Linked DNA regions of Sus scrofa: all the other regions are linked to region 2. A link is a contact called in public promoter capture Hi-C data. All regions are on one chromosome and are shown on one strand. The core of a region is the stretch at or near the end of the contact, and the rest is flanking DNA. Distances in the headings are between cores, read along the strand shown. Region 1 holds the start of DNAJB1 (DnaJ heat shock protein family (Hsp40) member B1). Region 2 holds the start of CALR (calreticulin). Region 3 holds the start of PKN1 (serine/threonine-protein kinase N1).

Region 1 (4,241 bases), core at 785-3,284, 1.3 Mb after region 2:
ATGTCGGCTGGAATGTTGTTGGAGGTCTGGTCTCCTTCCTTGGGGAAGGTGATTTTGGTCCCTTCTTTCCACCCCCGCTTCACTTCGATGGTCAAGATTTTGTCTTCGTTGCGAATGCTCTTTCCATCGGGGTTCAGCCGCTTATGAGAGATTTTCATTTTCTTGGTACAGCCGCTATAGATCTCTTCAAGTGAAACCCTAAGGTCATGGGTGACGGGGGGATCTTGCTTCTTTCGGGTGGGTTCTTGTGCAGGGCGGGAGCGGCCAAAGTTTGCAGTGGTGAAGCCACCCATGCCCATGGGGAAGCCAGAAAACGGGTCATCAATGTCCATGCCTTCCTCCCCGTTGCGCTGCCCAAAGAAGGTGTCAAAGGGATTTCGGCCACCGAAGAACTCAGCAAACATGGCATGAGGGTCTCCATGGAATGTGTAGCTGAAAGAGGTCCCGTTAGCACCGCTGCTCCCACCACTTGGGCCACCACCCTTCAGGCCTGAAATGCAAAAGCAAAAGAAATCAGATGGCTGGCCAGGACCTTTTCTCTCTAGGAGCTTTCCTTGAGGGGAAAAAAAGAGTTGAGAGCCATCAAGGAAGAATTTTTTTTTCTTTTTTTGGCTGTCAGGAAAGAGCAAGGAGGAACTCCAAGCTTTTTCTTCCCACTTGCAGTCTCAAAAACAGAACCACCATCACCCACAGGTAGTTAGTTCACTGTGGCCTGACAGTGGAGACGGGCTCGAGCTCTAAGATGGCCATCTCTTGGGGCCACCACCTAGGTCTTCACATTTGAGTGACCCATCTTTCCTACAATGTTACAAGGAGTACAAAGAACTCAAGACAGCCAATGAAAAAGGTGTGATCCAGGGTCAGTTTTCACCAAATGTTTACTCTGAAATACTTTAGAGCTAGAGACTGTAGGGAGAGTAGAAATGAAGGTGAAACAGCAATCGGAGATTTCAAATTCTCACGCTCTGACACTAAGTGCCACCATTCTTATATATAAAAAGTCATTTCTTTCTTAAGACCAAACCGAGAAACCAATCTGAGTCATCAACAGGCAGCTGGACAACAAGAAAGCTTCTCCTCCCGCTCCCCCGCCTCCCCAAGAGAGCTATCCTGGTGAGGCCGGGCAGAGGCGGGCCCTACTGCTCCTTGCACCTTGACCACCGACTACGTGTCTGGCACGGGGCTAGGTAAGCATTTTACAGGGATTACCTCACTCCACCCTCAAAGACGCCCGGGAGGTCGCTGGGCGCTAATTGGCACTCTCATTTGCAAGCTCACTGCAAGCAGCCTGCGCCCGGCGCTCAGCCAGAGGCCTCGCCCTGCACCCTGGGCTGGCAGAGGCTCTCACCTCGCCCAGGTGAGCCCAGCGCCCGAGGGGCCGCAGCGCCATCATCAAGGCTGCGCACTCTACCCCCTCTCCTTCTGCACCCTCTCCCCCACCGACGGATCGCGGACGTGGGCGGAGACGGGCGGCCCCAGACATACTAGAAGCTTCTGGGCGAGCAGCGCGGCCAGGACTCCTCCTCCCATCGGGAGGCCGCCAATCGAGGGCGGAGGCCTGTTTGGCCAAAAGGCGGGGGCTGCTCGTCCCCCGGTCCCTTAGCGCTACCCCGGGGACGCCGCCGGGGTACCGCAGTGCCTCGATCTCTCCGCCTGTCAAACAGCGGTGGCGCACCCCCAGTTGCGCGCGCGCACACACCTTCCTCCCCGTAGCGGTCGAAGATCTCGCGCTTGCGCGGGTCGCTGAGCACGTCGTAGGCCTCGGCGATCTCCTTGAACTTCTCCTCGGCGCCGGGCTCCTTGTTCTTGTCCGGGTGGTAACGCAGCGCTTGACGGCGGTAGGCTCTCTTGATCTCCTCGTCCGAGGCACCGCGGGCCAGGCCCAGCGTCTGATAATAGTCTTTGCCCATTGCCCCCGCCTGCGGCCTGCCGCCCAGCTGTCGCCGTACCCCGGCTCCGCCACCGCCCCGTCCCGGACTCTATATACCCGTCCGGCGGAAGCTTCCAGAGCCCGCCAGCCCCCTCCAGAACCTTCCGCCCCGCCCCCCACGCGGCTCCGACCAATCGTCGCTGCCCAGGTTGCGACGCGCGACATCCGGGGCGGGGACGCGCCGCCAACGGCTGCCCGCGCGTGGCCACACCCCTTCCCGCTCCGCCCTAGGCAACGCTTCGCCGCAGCGCGGGCACTGGGCGTCTGAGGCCCCGCCCACTCTCTGAGGGAACCAATAGCGACCTTGCTTCAGTGCTTCCGGGGACCGGGCCTGCCGCGTACTCCGCCCCTGCCTGGGTCAACAGGTTAAAGTGCGGGTGCTTCGATGTTCCAGTCTTGGCTCAGTGGTTAACGAATCTGACTAGGATCCCTGTCCTCGCTCAGTGGGTTAAGGATCCAGGGATTCCGTGAGCTGTGGTGTAGGTCGCAGACGTGGTTCGGATCCCGCGTTGCTGTGGCTCTGGCGCAGGCTGGCGGCTACAGCTCCGATTGGACCCCCTAGCCTGGAAATCTCCATATGTCTCAGTGCGGCCCTAGAGGAGACAAAAAAAAAAAAAAAAAAAAAAAAAAATGCGGTGCTTCGAGTAGGGCGGGGCTGCGAAAGGCCCCGGGCTGCGAAAGGCCCCGCCCTTCCCCTAGGAGGTGCTTCCTTCCCCCATCTCGCTGGGCGGGAGAATCAGTTTACGCCAGGTGATTCAAGGCTAGTTGCCTAATCGCTCCTTGTCCCAGATACCTGCTTCCATCCGGGAATAAAAATACCCCCCTACCGGTCGTGGCGCAGCGGAATCGCATCCGACTGGGAGACATGAGGTTGTGGATTTGATCGGGTGGAGCCATGTGCCGCGGGTGGGGCCCCAAAAAGCAAAAAAAAAAACCAAAAACAAAAAAAAAAACCCCACTCACCCTCAGTGTTGGGAGCCCCAGAACTGTCCCTCTCCTCACCCATACCGACCCTGTAAAGCGAGCCAAGGACCCTGGACCAAAGCTTACCTCCCTGGAGAGGTCTCCTCAGTCTAACCCCTCAAGCCTTTTGCTTTATTACCATTTTCTCAAGAATACCTCCCACTGAAATTTGGAATTATCTTGTTCCTTGGTTTTCATGCTAAATGTCACCCCCCCCCCAGCCTTTGATCACTATCAGAGCAGGGCCTGACCTCTGTCAGTGCTGAGTCTCAGTGTCAGAACAGTCTGACTCTTCCTAAATATTCCCGGCTATGTTTTTTTATTTGTTTGGCCACAGGCGGCATATAGAAGTTCCCTGGCCAAGGACTGAACCTGCACTCCACGAGTTCCCATCGTGTAACTAGGAACCATGAGGTTGCGGATTCCATCCCTGGCCTTGCTTAATGAGTTAAGGATTTGGCATTGCAGTGAGCTTTGGTGTAGGTTGCAGAGGTGGCTTGGATCTGATGTTGCTGTAGCTGTGGTGCATGCCAGCAGCTGTAGCTCCAACTGGACCCCTAGCCTGGGAACCTCCATATGCCGAGGGTGTGGCCCTAAAAAGATAAAAAAAAAAAAAAAGCATAAAAACACTGCACTCCCGTTGCCACCAGTGCTGCGCTACAGCAACTTGGGATCCTTAACTTCTGTGCCACATGGGAACTTTCTAGTTCTGGCTTTTTTTTTTTTTAAGGGCCACAGCTGCGGCATATAGAAGTTCCCAGGCTAGGGCTTGAATTGGAGCTGCAGCCGCAGGCCTTGACACAGCCGCAGCAACACCAGATCCGTGCCATATCTGTCACCTACGTGCCACACCTCATGGCAATGCCTGGTCCTTAACCCACTAAGTGAGGCCAGGGGTTGAACCAGAATTCTCATGGATGCTAGTCGGATTTGTTACTGCTGAGCCACAATGGGAACTCCTATTCCTGGCTATTTTTAATGCACCTGCTTCTTTTTCTCTCCCCACTACCTTTATGATTTCGGGGAGACATGGGTGTGGCATACACCTCTCAGAGCCTCTGCTTCCTCATCGGCAGGCAACATGATCCCTTTTGGCTTTCAGAGTCTGGGGAAAGTCTGTGGTCAAGGACAAGGCTGATAGGGAAAGGAGGCTCTGAAAGGAGTACAGCCTGAGAAGGGAATAGGGAAGAAGGGATAGGTGGTGGTGGCCTGTGAAGGGGAGAGGTTCCTGGAAGAACTGCTTGGGAGATCCAGGCAGTGTGACACTGGCTCTGCAGCCAGACAGCCAGATTTTCATTCTTGGTTACAGCACTTCCTGGCTGTGAAACCCCTTGGGCTGGTGACTGAG
Region 2 (4,737 bases), core at 1,875-4,374:
GGGGGCGGGGTCAGCGTTGGCCACGATTGTGGCAAGCAGAAGTTCCTGGACCAGGGCTGGAACTTGCACCACAACAAGTGACCAGAGCCACAGTAGTGACAATGTTGGATCCTTAACTGCTAGGCCACCAGGGAGCTCCTCACAGTGTTGTTTTAAGCTTCTTCCAGCCCCATCTTCAGCAAGCTCCGTGACTTTGACCTTTCCCCTCTCTGGGCCTCAGAGCACTGTGCCCTTGGGGGATTCTTTTATAACCCACAAGAGGGCTGTGGGTGGTGGGCTGGCTCCAGACACAATCATCCTGCTGATGTCAACTACTTTGAAATGTTCAAAGGGAGGCTGGATAGGGACCAACCCTATTTATAGAGGGAGAAGGACTCAGTTAAGAGTCAAGGTAGCAGCTAATCTGTGTGGACAGTATCCCATACATCCAGGCCAGTGCTAAGTGCTTCGGGTTTGCTATTTCATTTTCCCAAAAACTGTATGATATATACCAATATAATCTCCACTTCACAGATGTGAAAACCGAGGCTTGGACAGAGATATGCCTTGTCTAAGGTTCTGCAAGGTGGAGATGGTGTGAGAAATTATAAACACCTCAGAGCCTGCCCTCTCCACCCCCTCTTTGCCCCAATGCTTTGAGAAGACCTATGTCAGGGAAATAATTTGTAGCATAGATCAGTGCTCACCTATAGAGATATAATTTGAGATGCAAATGTAATCTTACACTTCCTTGTAGCAATGTTAAAAACAAAAGGGGTGAAATTAATTTGAAGACTTTACAGAACCTAAAGTGTCCGAATTATTATTTCAACACTTAATATAAAAATACCAGAGAGTTCCCGTTGTGGCTCAGCAGGTTACAAGCCAACTAATATCCATGAAGATGCGGGTTCAATCCCTGGCCTCACTCAGTGGGTTAAGGATGTAGCGTAGCTTACAAATGAAGCTTAGATCTGGTCTTGCTGTGGTGTAGGCTGGCAGCTGCAGCTCCGATTCAGCCCCTAGCCTAGGAACTTCCAAACGCGGAAGATGTGGCCCTAAAAAGAAAAAAAAATTTTTTTTGAGTGTGGATTGTGTGTTAGGTGCTATTTTAAGCAGTATGCATTTACTTATTTAGCCATCATAATTGTTATTTGAGCCTGGAAAATGGGGTTACTGATATCCCCCTGTCTGGACTTTCAGTAAAGTCTTAACAAAAACTCAGAATGTACCCATCAAGGTCTCTCTCTCTCTCTCTTTTTTTTTGCCACAGCTGGCATGTATAAATTTCCAGCTAGGGATGGAATAGGAGTTGCAGCTGCCAGCCTACACCATAGCCACAGCCACCCCAGATCCCAGCTGCATCTGTGAACTTCACTGCCGCTTGAGGCAATGCCAGATCCTTAACCAACTGAGCAAGGCCAGGGAATGAACCTGCATCTTCACAGACAGTGCATCGGGTTCTTAACCCACTGGGCTACAATGGGAACTCTCTCAAAATCTCCTTCTAACTTCAAAATGCTTTACCCATTTTTGTTTAATTCTAGCAAGAACCCTTCTTTCCTTCCTTCTGTCACACATAAAGTAGGTTTTAAGTTTGTTCTGTGACAGGTGCTGCAGAACACCTGCAGGGGGATTGTGAGGTTAACAGGTACAGTGTCTACCTTCTGGCAGGAAGCACCAAGACCACATGTCCATGACACATGTGAAAGGGAGGGAAAGCAAGTCACTGGAAGTTCCTTTGGGGTCCTGGGGGGGATGGGGCAGGAGGGGTGCAGGTTGGGCACCCCTACTGGATACTGCCTTGGGGAAGGGGCAGAACCACAACTTCTCCAAGATCCCTCATTCCTCCCTTTTCTGAGTTCCCACCACTAGAGGGGAAGCACCCCTACCTACCCTCCTTCCAAAGTTCCCTCCCACTTCCCAGGTCCAGAGCCTATTTGCTCATAGTTTGGGAAACCCCCAGCTCTCCTTCCTCCTTCCTGTAGCCTAGGGGCAGGGAGCTGGTGTCAGTCACTGTCATGCGCCTCTGGCTTCAGAAGAAGGCTCCAGATTTAGGGGTCCTGCCCACCTCTCTTGGACCTTATCTTCCCCACCATCTGTCCCTTTTACTCCCTCCCCAACTGAACCCCCTGCCCCCTCCTCTTTAGCCGTTTAATTGCAAAAGCGAGCCGTTTGTGGGAGACCACAAGACAGTGACCCCTTTCAGTCTACCGGCTGAGGAAAGGGTGGAGGGTATATATTGGAGAGGCTCCAATAAAGGGAACAACCCTACGGAGCCACAGCCTGTAGTCACATCTTCAAGCCATCTGGGCTTCCTTCCTTTTGTCCCAGGACGTCCCTAAGATCTTTGAAAGCACTTCTGCCAGGCAGCAGCTGGCCAGCGTCGCTCCTCTTGGCCTTTCAGGAGCTCCTGTGACTTCAGAGAGGCTAGGTGACTTGACCCATTTCACACAGCAGCAGTCTTGACAAAGCGGCCAGGACACTAGGAGCCACATGGAGGAGAGAGCCCGCACTATCCCCGCAAGGCTGCATGGCTCTGGCGCTAGGGTGAAATGAAGCCCCAGGGCCCGGTGACCTCTGCCTCATCCTGGGCAGGGCGGGGTGACTGGAGAGAAAGAAAGAGGAAGAGAAAAAGAGAGGGTTGAATTAGAGAGGCTCCCCAAATTCGCAACAGAAAAAGGCTAGGAAAACCTTGCCCACCCAGCCCCATAGAGGGGATGAGCAGAGGCGAGGCTGGAACAGGGTCATAGCTCAGCGCAGTGGCACCTGCACTCGCGCGCGTTCTTTAAACGCCCAGCTGTGAAGACAGGCTCGCGGGCTAGGGCGGGGTTGGGCCGAGGTCTGGTCACATGACCTAGCCTGAGGGGCTGGAGGCCCCCACTCCACCGGTGGGCGTCCCCCACAACGCGTGGTCGACCTTCATTGGCCAGTGGTGCGGCCAATAGAAATCGGCCATCTGGGAACCCAGCGTGCCGAGGCACAGCCGAACATGCTGAGCCGACAAAGATCCAATGGAAAGGCAGGATTATAGCCACAGACCAATGATACGGCGGGGGAGGAGGGTCAAAGAGGCAGGACCAGGTTGGTTTGAGAGCGGGCCCGGTATAAAGGCTCGCGGCCGGCGGTAGCGTCCGTCCGTACTGCAGAGCGGCTGCTGGAGGAGTGACTTAAGGGGCCCGCGCGCCGCCGCCCCCTCGGCCCGCCATGCTGCTCCCAGTCCCACTACTGCTCGGCCTTGTCGGCCTGGCCGCCGCTGAACCCACTATTTACTTCAAGGAGCAATTTCTGGACGGAGGTAAGCTTTAGTCCCGCCTCGAGGCCTCTCTAACGAGGCGGCTGGCCACCTAGCCCATATCTGCGTGTCTTCTGTAATTACTGCTCAGAGGGCCAACACGGTAGTCTTCAGGGACTAAAGCCGCAAGGCGATCCTTCCTTCTCCGTCCCTGAGGAGCGTGGAGGGCGCAGCGGCCTTCTGCGGCCGGAGTTAGGGCTCGCCCGAGGCTCTCTTAAGCCATTAGAGATGTCAAACTAGAGGCCGGGGTAGGGGAAGTCAGAGAGAAGAATAGCTCTTTATTTGACCCTAGCAGCTTGTGGGTCTTGGTAGATGTTTTTTGGGGGGTGATGAGCAAGGCCGCGCTGACCTGCTCCTCTGGTCCCCTAGACGGGTGGACTGATCGCTGGATTGAATCCAAACACAAACCGGATTTTGGCAGATTCGTTCTCAGTTCCGGCAAATTCTACGGTGACCAGGAGAAAGATAAAGGTAAGAACCTAGGGATGGGTTCTCAGATCCAGGAGGACTTCCTGGAGGAAGCTCCTAATCATCACACAGCTTGGGTACCCCTAGGAACAGAGCAGGGGGAGGAAGGGGCAGTCGTCTCTATTTCCCACATAAGGGTACTCCGGGGATTGGGCTGAGCCGTGACCTCACTATCGTCCCTTGCTAGGGCTACAGACAAGCCAGGATGCCCGGTTTTACGCTCTGTCGGCCAGATTTGAGCCCTTCAGCAACAAGGGTCAGACGCTGGTAGTGCAGTTCACGGTGAAACACGAACAGAACATCGACTGTGGGGGTGGATACGTGAAGCTGTTTCCAGATGGTTTGGACCAGACAGACATGCATGGAGACTCCGAATACAACATCATGTTTGGTGAGGGGGCCCCACCCTGATCCTGACCTCTGGTTAGTTAGACGGAGCCTGAAACCCCGTGTGTTCCTTATATATAGCCCATGAAAAGTAGTCTTGAGAGCACAGAAAACCCTTACATGCTTAAGTTTTTCTTTGGAAGGGAAGCTGAGGGAATAGTTACAGTTAACAACTTTCTGCTTTGTTTTTGGTTTAAGGCTGATAGTCTGTGTGATGTTTATGTAGCTATTTTCCAATTCTACAAGTTCTCTGAGCACTTAATTTCTCTCCTTTGACTCTTTATTCTTAGTCCCTTAGAGATAAAGTCTGAATTCTGTTTTGAGCTTTGCAGACCTGCGTTTAAGAACCAAGTTTTCTTTTTGAAAAGGGGTGGGGGCGGGGCTCAGTGGTGGGGAGCCTCTAACTCTAACCGGACCTACTTCTCACCAAGGCCCGGACATCTGTGGCCCTGGCACCAAGAAAGTTCATGTCATCTTCAACTACAAGGGCAAGAACGTGCTCATCAATAAGGATATCCGTTGCAAGGTGCATCTGGGGGTGGTAACAAATGGCTGTCAGGGGAGGCTCAGAGGCCAGCCTGGTGGGTGGGGCCGCTCATCTCCTACTC
Region 3 (4,837 bases), core at 1,351-3,850, 1.3 Mb after region 2:
GGAGATGAAGACAGAGGAACCAGGACATGCCAGATTCTACTTCACCCACCTCTAGCCCTTTGCCCCTGCTGTTCCTTCCATCATACATCCTTTGTCTCTTTGTCTTAATTTTGCGATTTCCTAATTTGTCCTTTGGTTCCAGCCTTTCTGCCTCCTCTGCAGTGGGGCAGCTGTCTCCCCAAGGCATTCACTAGCCTGGGATACTTTCTCCTGACCGCTCACATGATGTGCATTGAGTCATTCCACAAAGGTTGAGCAAGCTTAGGCCAGAAAGTGGGAAATTTCAAAGAGGGGTGATGTTTAAAATAAAACAGAGCCATGGGCCAGAGAAGACAGAGCATGGAGATACTCTGGGAAGGTTTCTCAGAGGATGTGACATTTAAATAGAGACCTAAATGATCAAAGGGGTCGGCCTTGGGGAGATGTGAGGGGAAGGCATTACAGACCAGGTAAGAGCAAGTGGCAAGGTTCTGTGACTGGAAGTTAGGTGAGAATATTTGAGGGACAGAGAGAAGGACAGTTTTGCTAGACGGGGGTGAGAGGAGTGGAGACAGGTGGGCAGAGGCCTGACAGGACCACCTTGTAGACCAGGTGAAGGGTGGGTGTTTTTCCTAAAAGCTCCAGAGATCCAGGAACAGGTTTTCCAACAGGGAGAAGTGGCTGCGATTTAGGGTTTCCAAGACCCTAGAGAGAACTGGAGAGAGGCCAGAGGAGCTGTAGGGAGGTGTTGTTGCAGTTATCATATTTGACTGAAATTATACAATAAGTCCTTGGTCTCCCTGTTCCAAGCCCAGAGTGTGACTCTGTTCCCAGTGCCACCAAAGTCCCCAGCGGGCATCGATAAATATTCACTGAGTAAATGAATGCTGGAAGGTTGGCGTGAAAATTTGGCAGGGTTCCCCACTCCATCCAGGGAGGCAGCCTGGAACCTGGCAGACGGCAGAGGGCCCATCCCTGGATAAGGTGGCCCAGTTCCTGGGCTGACTTTCAGCCTTGCTTGCCCCATCATCTCCATCTGTAAAACGGGTGGGCTGGAGAATCAGAAGAAAACAAGCAAGCACCATAAACATCCTGACTTCATAAATGGAGTGAGAGGCTTCTCTCTGAGCCTCAGTTTCCTCATATTTAAATCAAGAGCAAAAGAACTAGCTCGAAAGTTTCTTTAATTTAGTGGATTAAAAATTCGAGGAATTGCTAGGAAGCAGGTGTGGCTGGAGGGAGTGAGCAAGAGGTAGAGGTGGGAGAAGAGAGGGGGGAGCTGAAGGGGGCAGATTGCGCAGGGCCTTGTGGGCTGCAGGTAGGACTTCGCTTTTACTCTGAGGAAGGTGGGAGCCAAAGAGGGATCTAGGCAGAAGAGGGACATGGCCTGACTCAGGCATTCATAGGCGTCCTAGGGCTTTATGGGGACGGAGGGAGGCTCTGTGTGAGAGGAGGCGACTGCACTGGTCCAGGTGAACAACAATGAGGACCGAACCTTTAGAGACGGTGTAAGTGTGAGAAGTGGTTGGATTCTAGTTGGTATAATTTCTCCTCCTCCTCTGTTAACCATTACCACCACCCAGTCTCAAAGAGTCGCCCAAGGTAAGAAGGGAAAGAGAAAACATCGCGCCCGGATCTCTGGGACAATGCGAACCAAGCACAGCTTCGAGTAACCAAGGTACCAGCAGCCCTCCGTGCTCCTGCGTGTCCCAGGAGGACACCCATGCTGAGGCGCCGCCAGGGAGCGCTCCCCGCCCCGCGCCCCAGGGATCGTGACTTGGCTCCGTCAACCGGGTCTGAAAGGGAGTGCAGGGTCGGCCAGAAGCCAAGCTGCACGCTCCAGGTACTCCAGGAGACCCTAGCGAAGCTCCTCAACGGTCTCCACCCTCTGCCTCCGCTGGGGCTCGAATGTGCTTTGTGGAGAGCCACCTGCATGCAGAAGCCCCAGAGAGGCTGGTCCCCATTTTACAACAGGGAGAAGTGAGGCTCAGCGGCCGGAGGGCCCACAAGTCAGTGACGGAGTTAGGGTTCAATTCTCTTTTCATAACAAAGGCAAAATATTAAAATCACAGCAGCTAACCTTTCTTAACCACCTACTGTGCTCCCAGCACTTGGCATGTACTGTCTTAATGCTATCGACATCTAAGGAATGGGTAGCTAAATCCTTCCCGTTTCACAAACGTTGCTCTCAGGGTTTTCGGACTCCCCCAAGGCACTGGGCACTGGGATTCGGAGCTAGGTCTGCCCAAATCTTGTCTTCAGCCCTATGGGGAAGCTCCAATGCCCTTGAATGTCCAGTCCAAGAGGCCTGAACTTGCAACACAGAGGGGGATAAATTGTTTTTGTTTTTTGAGAGGCCCAGAGAGGCCCAAAGGCCTCCACCGCTCCCCGCTTTAACGTGGCTCACTCTTTTCTTAGGTTTCCCCCGCGCTCAAATGGGGGATCGGTGGGCAGCGAGAGGATCCAGAAAGGGGAAAAAGCGGGGGAAGCAGACAAAGTACTTTCGGCAGATGAGGGGAGGTGTCCGGCAGGCAGGACCCCGCAGCCCCAGGGGCCGCCGGGAGCCGCACCCCCTCGGCCCCGCCCCCTCCCCGGGCGCCGACCTCCGCGGTCACGTGACCCGGCCCGGCGGCCGCTGGGGCCGGAGGGCGCGGCGCGCGGACGCGGCGGCCTGGCCAGGCGGGGCCCGAGCAAAGCAGGCCTGAGCCGGCTGTGCGCCGGGGGGTCGCGCCGCGCCCGCCCCCTCCCCGCCCCGCGCGGGGCGCACGCGCGCTCCTCTCACCGCCCCTCCCTCCGCGCGGGGACCCCTGGCGGGTGGCGCGTGGACATGGCCAGCGACGCTGTGCAGGTAGGCGCACCTGCGACCGCAGCCGCCTGGCGGCCAGCGGGCACTAGGGACCCCCGACCGCACGCTCCCGGGGCCCCCGGGATGGGGCAGTAAGGGCGGCCTCCCTCCCCCTCACCTCGCCCCCGAGCGCTGGGCGCTTTCTCCCTGGGCCGGCACGGTGGGGCTCCCACAGTCTCCTCCGCAGGTGGAGGTCCTCACAGAGGGGGCAGCGGGGAGGTCCCACAGCATCCTCAAGCTCCTCCCTTCCCCGAGAATTAGAGGGGGCGCGGCAGAGGCTCCATTTCGGGTGTCTGTGGCCGGCTGTGCATCCTGGTGCCTGGTGCCCCCTGCCACTTGTTCTCCCTCCTCAGCGTTCGGTTCCAGACAGGTGCCGCTCCACCTGGGCAGGTGTCTGGCATTGTGCCCCTGGAGAGGAGGAGGCTGCCCGGCCCATTCCCCTCCCCTACACAACAAAGCTCCAGTGGCCCCAGCTTCCAGACAGAGCTTTATGATGGTCCCGACGCCACCCAGATTGGCACCTGTTGGCGGAAGTGCCTGGGTCGCCTCATTAGATCGCAGAATGGGGAACTCACCCAGCCAGCCTTCTGGCTGCCAGGTGGAACCTTATCCCAGGTGGGGAATGTCCAGGTCCAGACTGGGGATTTTCTTATACCTGGAATCTGACCTGAGCATGGGTGGCAGGGTTGGATCACCCCTGCAAACACACAAATATACAGACACAGAGGCACAGGTGACCAGCACCAACCTGCTGCCCCAGCCAGCTTCTCCTTGTGCCACCTTGTGGACATCACAGCCCTGGACTCACCTTCTCCATCTTTAACAATCAGGGCCAGGGTGACTTCTGACCTTCTTTGGTTCAGTGACCCAAATCTGAGACGTCTTCTACCTCTGGTGCTCCTATTAGTGCCTCAACATCCCTCCATCGTCCTGTGGTTGCTGTGTAACTGGGTTCTCGTCTCCTTCTGCACCTGCCCCCATATCCCTCCGTGTCTCTCCCCCCATGACCCCCTGTGCCCCCACCCCAGTCCTGCTGATGGCCTGCCAGCCTTGCCGAGGAGCTGGGCGTATCTGGTGTTGCAGATCACACAAGGTCAGATCTTGGGGCTGGGGAGGGCCGGGGTCCCTGCCTCTACCCCTCAGCTCTGGGAGAGCTGTTTAGGAATCCCCTGGCGCATGCATGCGCTTGGCGTGTAGCAGACATGACCCAGACAGAAGCTATAATTCCTGGAACGAGGCCGGACCTGTGCCCTGGTCCCCTTTCCCATGTCCTGCCTGCTCTCCCCCACCCCCACCCCCGTCCTGATCATCCCTTTCTTGTGGCTGCTTGGGTCTGCCAATCTGTCCCTCTGTCTGTCCCAGTGTGTGCCTGTCTGTTCTGTGTCCGGCGAACGGATGTCCTGTCCAGATTCCGGAAACGCCCAAAGCATTGAAATCTCCGGACATGGGGTCTAGGTCCCTGGCCACTCTGGGAAGAGAGGAATTCTGGGAGGTGGGCCCTCTGGACCTGAGATCTCCTGCTTTATGTTGGAAGTTGGGGGAGCAGGGATTCTTCAAGGCCAGGCCAGACTTCTGGTTCATAGGTTCATTTTGCTGGCCCTCAGGTGACCCCTGCCCTGGGTAGGAGTGAGTCACCTAAGGGAGGAGAACCCAGGAGGCTGGGCTTCCCTCCCTCCCTGCTCTGCATATTCTCAGGCCTCAGCTGCCAAAGGAGGTGGGGTTGAGGGAGCCTGCTCCTCCTCTAGGCCTGGACTTCCCCCAGCTGAGCTGGCCCTGCTCCTGGCTGTACCTCTGCTCTGCCTGCTGGGGACAGGGTGGGGCTGGGTGGCAGGCGGGGTCTGGTTGGTAGAGGACCGTATGAGGTGAGCTGGGTTTAAACTGCAGAACTGTCACTTTTTCACGATATGTCCTCGGCCCAGAGCCTCTTCCTCTCTGAGCCGTGGTTCTGCCAGCAGAAAAATGGGGCCAAGAGTGTTTTTACCGTGGGGAAAGACATAGACCAGGCCAGCACGT

Evidence for each region. Promoter capture Hi-C pulls out the DNA fragments that hold promoters and counts their contacts.
Region 1: a promoter capture Hi-C map of fetal liver shows a contact between it and region 2, with 4 times the contacts expected there. The contact joins the promoter of DNAJB1 here to the promoter of CALR in region 2. A contact is called at or near these places in 2 of 5 promoter capture datasets (fetal liver and liver) and 2 of 47 Hi-C or Micro-C datasets (heart right ventricle and liver).
Region 3: a contact with region 2 is called in a promoter capture Hi-C map of liver, with 7 times the contacts expected there. The contact joins the promoter of PKN1 here to the promoter of CALR in region 2. A contact is called at or near these places in 1 of 5 promoter capture datasets (liver) and 2 of 47 Hi-C or Micro-C datasets (heart right ventricle and liver).

What each region holds. Positions count from the first base shown.
Region 1 is chr2:64,759,465-64,763,705 of Sscrofa11.1, reverse strand. It overlaps DNAJB1 (DnaJ heat shock protein family (Hsp40) member B1), which reads right to left and starts at 2,034. Exons shown (of 3, transcript NM_001244430.1): 1 at 1,700-2,034; 2 at 1-490. The coding sequence starts at 1,910.
Region 2 is chr2:66,100,461-66,105,197 of Sscrofa11.1, reverse strand. It overlaps CALR (calreticulin), which reads left to right and starts at 3,124. Exons shown (of 9, transcript NM_001174133.1): 1 at 3,124-3,277; 2 at 3,644-3,745; 3 at 3,930-4,133; 4 at 4,561-4,655. The coding sequence starts at 3,187.
Region 3 is chr2:64,822,715-64,827,551 of Sscrofa11.1, reverse strand. PKN1 (serine/threonine-protein kinase N1) reads left to right here and starts at 2,600. Exons shown (of 22, transcript XM_005661233.3): 1 at 2,600-2,827. The coding sequence starts at 2,807.